2 separate regions of the Mus musculus genome follow, and region 1 is linked to region 2. Evidence: chromatin contacts called from public HiChIP or PLAC-seq data. All regions are on one chromosome and are shown on one strand. The core of a region is the stretch at or near the end of the contact, and the rest is flanking DNA. Distances in the headings are between cores, read along the strand shown. Region 1 has its middle 26 kb from the start of Platr29. Region 2 overlaps Slc13a3 (solute carrier family 13 (sodium-dependent dicarboxylate transporter), member 3).

Region 1 (4,776 bases), core at 1,874-4,373, 510 kb before region 2:
TCTCTTTTTGATGCAGGATCCCCCTATGCAACCCTGGCTGGCATGAACTGACTGTGTAGACCAAGCTGCCCTTGAACTCACAGAGATCTGCCTGCCTCTGTCCCCTGGGTGCTGGGACTAAAGGTGTGTGCCCAGCCATGCCCAGCCACTTTTCTTTTTTTAGGATCTAACCCCTTCTGATCCAAGTGTGAAGTGCCACTTCCACTCTTAGTTCCAATCACCTCCCCTTGTCACGTTTGCAGAGAGACCTGGCCCAGACTGCCCAAACCCAATCTGCTTCTCTGCTCCTCCTCCTTCTATTAGACTCTCTCCCTGTCTCTCCCTCCCTTCTCCTCTTATTCTGCATAGTGTGTGTGTGTGTGTCTGTGTGTATACAAAAGGGTTATTCACTGAACCCGAAGCAGCTCACCTGTTAGGCTAGACTAACCAGCTTGTGAACCCCCAGAGCCTCCTTGTGCCTGCCTCCCCCAGTGATGAGATTTCACATGTACTCTACAACCAGTTTTTTTTTTCTTCCCCATGAGTCCCGTGATCTGAACACAGACAGGTCTTCGTGTTACCAGGGAGCTTGGGGCCTCCTTTCATAGGTTCTTAGTCCCCTTGATGCAAATTTTTAAAAAGAATTTGGAAGGACTTAAGGACCAGCATGTAGAGTCCAGGAGAGTTTGGAGGAGAGGCAGGCTGCAAAGCTCGGCAGCTGCCAGGAGGAAGTAGGTGGAAAGGGAGAGGAGAGAAAGCCACATCTTTAAAATTACAGTCCAAGAAGGCGCAGGCTCCGAGATGGAGGCAAGCAAACAGCTGTGTGGCAGAAGTGGGGTCTTCAGAAAAAGAGTGAAAATGTCCAGAGGGTCACGAAAGGAGATACGTACTCAGAAAGGGAGAGGAGCCGGGTGCAGTGGTGCTCACCTTCTGTCCGCAGGAGGCAGGACAGGTTCTCTATGATTTTAAAGCCAACCTGGTCTGCATAATAGAATTCCAAGCCAGACTACATAGTAAGACCCCGTGACCTAGAATTTCTGACATTCTCGGCTCTGGTTCTAGTGTGCTAGGATCCTGGTTGTGTGCTACTTCTTCCTCCTCCTCCTCCTCTTCCTCCTCCTCCTCTTGTCTCCTCTTCTGTCTCCTCTTCCTTCTCCTCCTCTTCCTCCTCTTGCTCCTCCTTTCCCTCCTCCTTCTTTATTCCAAACAGGTTGGGGCTATGCTGTTCAGGCTGGCTTAGAACTCACTATGTAGCCCACGCTAGACTTGAATCTGCTATGAACCTTCTGCCTCAGCTTCTCCTGCCCACTCCCTACTCCCATCTTCGCTATGTAATCCTAGACTGATCTCAAGCTGGTGACCCTCGCTCTTCCTGGTGCTGGGATTACAGGTGTGTGCCAGCACATCCCATGGGTGCTCGTTTCTTCATGTGTTGGGCAAATCCTAGAAGTAGAATTGTTGGGTCAGAAGGAAATCTCATTTGTCATTTTGACAGAATTTGTCACATCAACTCCAGGATGATCACATCAATTTACATATCTTCCTGCCAGCCGAGAAAGAAAGCGAGTGCTTCTCAGAACAGGCGCTGGCTGGCTGCTATCAGACCTTGTGATCTTTGTCAAACTGGTTAAAATAATATGCCGCCATAATTTTCATTTTCCTCTCTCGCTCAGTGTGAGCAGATTGGTTCCCTAGAGCTCAGATGACAGATGATCTCAAACCTGGTGACTTTAAACCACAGAAATGAGTCCTTTTGCCGTTCTGAAGACAAAAGACAGAAATGAAGGTTTCTGCAGAACTGGGTTGCTTCGAACTCTCTGGGGAGAGGTACTCCAGCCCACCTCTGTCTCTGGGGTTTGCTAGAAATGCTGGGTGTATTGATTCCTCAACCTCACCCCACCCCCACCAGGGCTTTTCCTCTGTCTTCCCCAGGCCTCTCTCCTGTGTGTCTATGACTCTGAATTTTATCTTGATCTCACTTTGCAGCCCAAGCTACTTTTTAAAAAAATTATTTATTTATTCTATGTAAGTACACTGTAGCTGTCTTCACACACTACATAAGAGGGAGTCAGATCTTGCTACGGATGGCTGTGAGCCACCATATGGTTGCTGGGATTTGAACTCAGGACCTTCAGAAGCTTCTCTTTAATCCCAGCACTCGGGAGGCAGAGGCAGGCGGATTTCTGAGTTCGAGGCCAGCCTGGTCTACAGCGTGAGTTCCAGGACAGCCAGGGCTATACAGAGAAACCCTGTCTGGAAAAGCCAAAAATAAAAAAAAAAAAAAGAAAAGAAAGAAAGGAAGGAAGGAAGGAAGGAAGGGAGAGAGAGAGAGAGAGAGAGAGAGAGAGAGAGAGAGAGAGAGAGAGAGAGAGAGAGAGAGAGAAAGAAAGAAAGAAAAAGAAAAGTTAGAAGAAAGAGTCCCGAGAGTCAAGGAAGGCTCCGAGAAGGAGGCTTTGGTTTCCTGGCCTTCCTCTGTACATATGTGTACATATGTGTGGCTGTGCGTTTGTGCACATGTGTGCTTTCCTGTGCAAGGTCAGAAGGTGTCAGAAGTCCTGGAACTGGAGCTGGAGTGAGCCACCCAAAGGGCCCGTTGACTTCGAAGAGATTTGCCCATCTCTGCCTTCCCCACGGTATAATTACAGGCTTGAGTCACAGAACATGCTCAGGGCATGGCGGCAAAGGCAAGAGGGTCTGAGTCGAAGGCCTTCCTCAGCTCAGAATGGGGAGTTTAAGAGGAATCTAGGCTACAGGAGACTCTTTTCTCAAAACAAATGGAAGAAGACAGTTTTCTTTCTTCTCTCTTTCTCCAGTAGATTTTAAAATATTAGGCACTGGGCTAGGAAGATGGCTAAGTGTGTAAAGTTCTTGCTGCTGAACCTGGCGGGCTGAGTTCAGTCCCTAGGACCCACACTGTAGGAGAGAACTGACTTCCACGCGTTTTCCGAGCGCTCCATGAACACTGTAGTGTGTGCGTGCGAAAACACAAGCAGATAAATTAATAAAGTGTGAAAGAATAAGCGTTAAATATATACCACTCAGTGTGCAATCTAAACAGCTTATCTAAGCAGCTGCGCCCCGACCGCGCCTTCTTCTCCCCGTGCTCCACTTCCGCACCCCTCTAACTTTAACCCCGGTCACTGTCTCGGCGCCGGAAGATGAAGTAGCCATAAATAACTCTTCTGTGAATTCTTCCACAGGAAGTTCAGCCTGATCTGATCCTGCTTGTCAGCGATGAAGAGAAAACAAACTGCCAGGAGGCCCACCCCAGGGTTTCTCCGACGGAGAGGACTTGAGGAGGCCGTAACAGCTATGAGGACCCTTCAGTGTTACCGGAAAAATAAAACCGTGAAGGCTCGGAGGCTGAGCAGTGCTCCTGCCGGTTGGGAGAGAGATCCTGGTTTTGATACTAGAAAGCATAGTAAAATTGATAATTTGGTCTAGCAAAATGGCTCAGTGGTAAAGGTGCCCATTTACAACCCTGCTGGCCCAACCCGAGTTCGATCCCAGAGTCCCTAAAAGTGGAGCTCTGAGTTCTGTATGTATGTGTGTGTTCTCACTATGTAGCCCAGGCTGGCTTCAAACTTGCTATGTAGCAGAGGCTGACACAGCTCACAAAGTCTCTCTCTCTCCTCCTACCTCTACCTGTTGAGTCCTGGGCTTATAGTCAATCAGTTCTAGGTTTTGTACTGTGTTAGGAAGGAGGAAATAACAGAGGGAGACAAGCCAGGTGTTGTGGCGCACGCCTTTAATCCCAGCACTTGGGAGGCAGAGGCAGGTGGATTTCTGAGTTCAAGGCAAGCCTGGTCTACAGAGTGAGTTCTAGGACAGCCAGGGCTACACAGAGAAACCCTGTCTCGGAAAACAAACAAACAAACAAACAAACCAATAAACAAAAACCAGAGGGAGACAAACAGATGTTTCCCCAATCAACCTGTCATGGTGAAACCATGGCTCCCAAAACCAAGGAGTCCCGAAGACAAAGTCAACTGGTATTTAGTGGCTTGATGACTCTGTTAGTTAGCACTGTGCTAACTGGCCAGACTTTGTGACTCTAAATAAGTTACTAAACTTCTTGTGCCTCAGATTTCCCATCAGTAAGTGGGACAGTAATAATACTGTCTATATGACACATGATATGTTATACATAGCAAGCATCATATATGGAGTTCATATGTACATATGTAATAAAGCAGTAAATACACATGTGAAGTATCAGTGTGTACAGTGTATATACATGCAAATCATAAATCATACATCACAGGCCGGGCGTGGTGGCGCACGTCTTTAATCCCAGCACTCGGGAGGCAGAGGCAGGCGGATTTCTGAGTTCCAGGCCAGCCTGGTCTACAAAGTAAGGCCCAGGACAGCCAGGGCTATACAGAGAAACCCGGTCTCGAAAAACCAAAAAATCAATCAATCAATCAATCAATCAATCATACATCACATATAGTATCTAGGTGTGGTGGCTCATGCCTGTATCCCAGTTCTTAGGAGGCCGAGGCAGGAGAGTTGTCATGATTTCCAGGTGGGTGCTAGGCTAGTCTCATCTACATGAACCCAGTATAATCGTAATATATGTAATAGATGATAGACAAAGCCCAGGTTGTTCTGAAATTTGCTAGGCTGGCCTAGAACTCAAAGGGTTCCCCTTGTTTTTGCCTCCCCAGTACTGGGATTAAAAGTGTTCACCCCATACTTGACATTTCGGGGCTTTGTTCATTTGTTTTTGTTTTGTTTTTGGACATAAAGTCTCCCTATGAAACCCTGGCTGGCTGGTCTAAAACTCCATGTAGA
Region 2 (4,686 bases), core at 2,063-4,562:
GTCAGCATCCAATACACCTATCATGGAGCTTTAGTGGGTGCTAAGGAGAACAGTTGTTTGAAACTTCCCTGCCCTTGGAATCCACCTTGGGAATATCTTACATGACCTTAGCTGATGTGCCTGGGCATCTGATAGAGATTACATAAAACCTGATCAGTGTTGCGGTGAATCTCCAACCTAAATAAGCCTGGGGAATGATAACACAACTCAATTAATATGAATGCATGCTGTGCGCCTAGATTGGGCAGATCTACCGCTACACTACCATCTTCCCCACATTAGAGACCCCTTAGAACTTGTGGTTTCTCCAGGCCAGGTGCTTCTGCTCTACTTTCCTTCTTCGTCTCCTCTGCATCCTCTCTCTCTCTCTCTCTCTCTCTCTCTCTCTCTCTCTCTCTCTCTCTCTCTCTCTCTCCCTTTCTCCCCCAAATCTCAGCTCCACCTTCCTCTCTTTCTCTGCCTGATGGAGGAGGAGGAAAGCCAAGTTAGTCTAGTCAATGAGCTCCAGCCAATGAGAAACCCTGGCTCAGAGAAGGAAGACCACATTCCTAAGGTTGATTCCTGACATTGGCCTCTACACACCAATATGTGCACACACACGCACATGTACGCATACACACACGTGCGCGCACACGCGCGCACACACACACACACACACACATTTTACAATGAAATATATTATTTCCTACAAGAAATGGTGACTCAGACCTGTAACCCTAGATACTTGGGAGGCTGAGGGAGAAGGATTCTAAGTTCAAGGCCAGCCTAGGCTATACCATATGGTCAAGGCCAACAGGGGCAACTAGTGAAATTCTGTCTTAAAATCTACAAAGCAAAAATATAGCTAGAGACATAGCTCAGAGTCAGAGGATGATCCAGCATGTGCAAAGCCCTAGGTTCCAACCCTGGTACTTCACAAAACCAAAAACCAGACCACAACAGAACAACCTATGTTTCCATCTGCCAGCCTCCGAACGCAGCAGATGGATGCTGGGTAGACAATGGTAGCCCTTGTTAGCTGGGTTTGCCTTAGACAGGCTCTGGGTCCAGCTGGAGAGCATGACTTCTTTTTGAGTCACACACAAAAGAAGCTTCCAGCACAGGCATGCACTCCCCTTCCCTTTGCTATAGACCTCTGAACCTCAGAAAGCTGCCGCCCTCTCCTGGAAGGCAGGAGACATCCTTTGAATGGATCGTTCATCAAAGGGCCTAGAGACAGGATCTGAAATCAAGCCATGATAGTAAACCAGAATGAAGAAGTTAAGGCAAGGATGACAGAATCTCACTAGGAAGCTTGGGAGATGGCGTTCAATATGCCTCCTTCGTGTGGTTATAAAGGCCACCAAACTTCCTAGTGGGAACTGGTTCCAGAATGCTGTTTCCCTGGAAGTGTTGGCCAGCTGTGCACCTAAAGACAGAAGCTGAACGTTCATGTCTGAGCCAGAATGATGATGCCAAGCTGGGCAGGAGGAGTGTCTGTAACAAAACTCTAGGGTGCCTGGGTAGTTTATAAACAATACAGGTTTACTGCTCACAGCCCTGAAGGTTGGGAACCTCCATGCTTCTGGTGAGGAGGCTAAAAAAAATGTCCAAGATGGAGATGTTGGCTGATGAGGAGCCTAGTGAAGGCAGCACTCAACCTCAGAAAGGTGCTCTTCTTCAGAGTCCTCACAGAGCAGATCGAGCCTGAGGCCTCTCTCAAGGGTACGAGTCCCCACCTCTTATCACCACACCTGTAGAGGCTGTGTATCAACAAGGGAAGGGGGTGAAACATGCATTCAGATGTTATCATCTTCCCTTTTCACACTCAGCCCCCCTCCCTGTATCCCCACAGCTCATCAGATCCAATTCTGCTTTTTGCCTCCTTGGGGATGAGGGCCAGGCTACATGGTCTCTCCTGAAGAAGTGGAAGCTGGGGAATCCGGGGGCAGCAAGGCACCAACAGAAACAGAATGTTTGAGGGTCTGCTACTGTCTAGTGGTCTGAATGTCTTATATTGGCCCCAAGATAAAAATGAACAATCTTATACACATTTTTTCCCAAATACAAAGATGTAAGATGGACCAAGGGGATCCCAGAGTCACCAGCCTTACACCCAGACATCCCTGGACCCACCTCTCCCAAGTCTTGTCAGGAGATGCATGGAACAGGGCAAATGGCAGGGAACACTGAGTGTTGGCTCTTTCGGTCCATATCAAGAGTGTCCTGTAGGGGTGGCAGTTGCCATCAGTGCTGGCCAATCCCACTCACACCAATAGCATCTGCCTGTCTCCATGGTGAGCTTGTCTGACTGGAGGGGCATGCTCAGTCCGCCACTGGGGCATCTGGGAATGCTCCCAGAACAGTCCTCAGCCAGGGATAACAAGGGATCATCTGTGAATACCCAGGATGCCCTACACTTCAGGTAGCAACTCAAGACATGTTCTTCAGCATAGAACCGTGGAGGACTGCCATCAATTCATCTCTACGTGATTTCCTAAACTTACTTAAAACATTAGAAGATTCTTTCTTTCTTCCCTTCTTCCCTTCTTCCTTCCTTCCTTCCTTCCTTCCTTCCTTCCTTCCTTCCTTCCTCCCTTCCTTCCTTCCTTCCTTCTTCCTTCCTCCCTCCCTTTCTTTCCTCCCTCCCTCTCCCTCTCTCTTTCTTTCTCTACTTCCTTCCTTTCTTTCTCTCTCTCTCCTTCCTTCCTTTCTCTCTCTTTCCTTCCTTCCTTCCTTCCTTCCTTCCTTCCTTCCTTTCCTTTCCTTTTTGTAATCTTCAAAGACAACCTTTGTAGATGGCATCTTTCCTAACGTCAAAAGGTTGGACACATCTATAACACCACCTCCAGGTTTCCCACCAGAATCATGCTCCAGGTGTCCATGGAGGAACCTTTTAAGTACTCTTGATTGCTTTCCTTTTGTTCCACTCTCCCTCTGCCTTTCCAGAACTTTCTAGAACTCTCTAGAAGTAAATTGTTAATGTTATTATCCTCAGGGTAAGAGATAATTTCCCACAGAGATAATGGTGTGTGTGGGAGGGAATGTTTCCATATATTTCCAACAACGTCTGTGGTGCAGAGAGCTTCCTCATTTTATAGCTGAGCAAGATGATATGCCCACTGCTTCCCTGAGCGTGAGCCTTGGTGCCCCTTCCCCTATCACCTCTGGCCTGAAGCTCAAGCCACTGATGGAGTGTTCATCCTCTCCTCTACACACAGGAAGGCCGATGCCTCTATGTCATCCTGCTCATGGCGGTGTACTGGTGCACAGAGGCCCTGCCCCTGTCAGTGACAGCTCTTCTGCCCATCATCCTCTTCCCCTTCATGGGCATTCTGCCCTCCAGCAAGGTCTGCCCCCAGTACTTCCTCGACACCAACTTCCTCTTCCTTAGCGGCCTGATCATGGCCAGCGCCATAGAGGAATGGAACTTGCACCGGAGAATCGCCCTCAAGGTCCTCATGCTGGTTGGGGTCCAGCCTGCAAGGTGAGACCAGGCACAGGGGAACGTGGGGTGGGTGGAAGGCAAAGCTCTTCCTTTATGGCCATTGAACCAAGAAACTGTTGTTTCCCACATGTCTGGCTTCCTAGTTTCCTGACAACTCGATGCATTCCTCATACGTGCAGTGTAGAGCTGATTTGGTGACAGCTGTCTTTGATATGCTTCAAAATCCTCCAAAGCCAGCCATGGTGGTGCACGCCTTTAATCCCAGCACTTAAGAAGCGGAAGAGGGCAGGTCTCTATGAGTTTGAGGCCAGCCTAGTCTACAGAGTGAGTTCCAGGACAGCCTGAGCTACATAGTGAGACCCTGGCTCAAAAAGTCAATAATATAAGAGTCACTGGAGACAGGATTGGACTGCTTGCCCCTCAGCCTCGTGTCACCAGGCTTCTTGGTGTCAGGCTCCTCTGTTCCAGAAAATGGCAGCACCCATCTCTGCCAGCTGTGTAGCCAGGTCTCAAGAAGTCCTTGTGAATGAACAGCAAGTTCAAGGGATCACAGACTCAAGAGATAAAGCTGACTGCTAGTCATTCTTGATGGTTGCCAGAGAGAAGGGTAGGAGTGTGTTGTCATAATATTTAATCTCAACTGGGGGCTTCTACTCCACCTTTGATCACTCAGTTCATGGATAAAAGATACAACTTTTATTATTATAAGCCCTAGTCAGCTCTAGAGCTGGCCAGATATCTACCCTCTAAGCTATTAAAATCTATTTCTCCAGTTAATAACCCTGAGTTATAACTTGCCATATTCCATCTGGGCCACTCCTAACTCCAATTGGCCAGCCCTCATGGACGTATTTTCATGACTCACCTAACCCATGGAGTCTTCCCTCTCCCTCTCTTCATGGTTCTCCTCCAATGCCAAGCCTGGAAACCCCCAAGCCCTGCCTATCTCAATTTTGCTCAGTTATAAGCTGTAAACATCTTTATTCATCAATCAGGGATAACTTGGAGGGCAAGGTCACTTAGCATCATTTGGGTCTATGTGCAGATTCTCATCCTTAGGGGCAACCTTAGGACCAATATTTAGCGTTACAATACATAGCAAAAGATCAAACCTCAACAGGGTCTCTGAGACCCACATAGTGGTAGGAGAGAACCAACTCCAAAAGTTGTCCTTCCTCTGACCACCAACAGATGACATGTTATTTGCGTACACACACACTCACACACGCATGCACACACACACATGCACACACACACAC

What was found. HiChIP or PLAC-seq counts read pairs in DNA pulled down with a chosen protein or histone mark.
Region 1: an H3K27ac HiChIP or PLAC-seq map of microglia shows a contact between it and region 2, with 4 times the contacts expected there. The contact joins two enhancer-like sites. A contact is called at or near these places in 1 of 484 Hi-C or Micro-C datasets (cortical neurons) and 1 of 115 datasets of contacts at active chromatin or transcription factors (microglia).

The regions. Positions count from the first base shown.
Region 1 is chr2:165,953,373-165,958,148 of GRCm38.p6, reverse strand. No RefSeq gene overlaps it. Among named protein-coding and RNA genes, the nearest start is that of Platr29, 26 kb to the left of the region's middle. Within about 2 kb of position 3,123, at least 133 of the 459 cell types and tissues checked have an H3K27ac peak or open chromatin away from gene starts, as enhancers often do. A contact at or near this core is called in microglia, where this site is marked.
Region 2 is chr2:165,447,302-165,451,987 of GRCm38.p6, reverse strand. It overlaps Slc13a3 (solute carrier family 13 (sodium-dependent dicarboxylate transporter), member 3), which reads left to right. Exons shown (of 13, transcript NM_054055.2): 2 at 3,201-3,466. All of the region lies in intron 2 of Gm14437 (predicted gene 14437), which reads right to left. Among named protein-coding and RNA genes, the nearest start is that of Gm14437, 7.5 kb to the right of the region's middle. Within about 2 kb of position 3,312, at least 3 of the 459 cell types and tissues checked have an H3K27ac peak or open chromatin away from gene starts, as enhancers often do. A contact at or near this core is called in microglia, where this site is marked.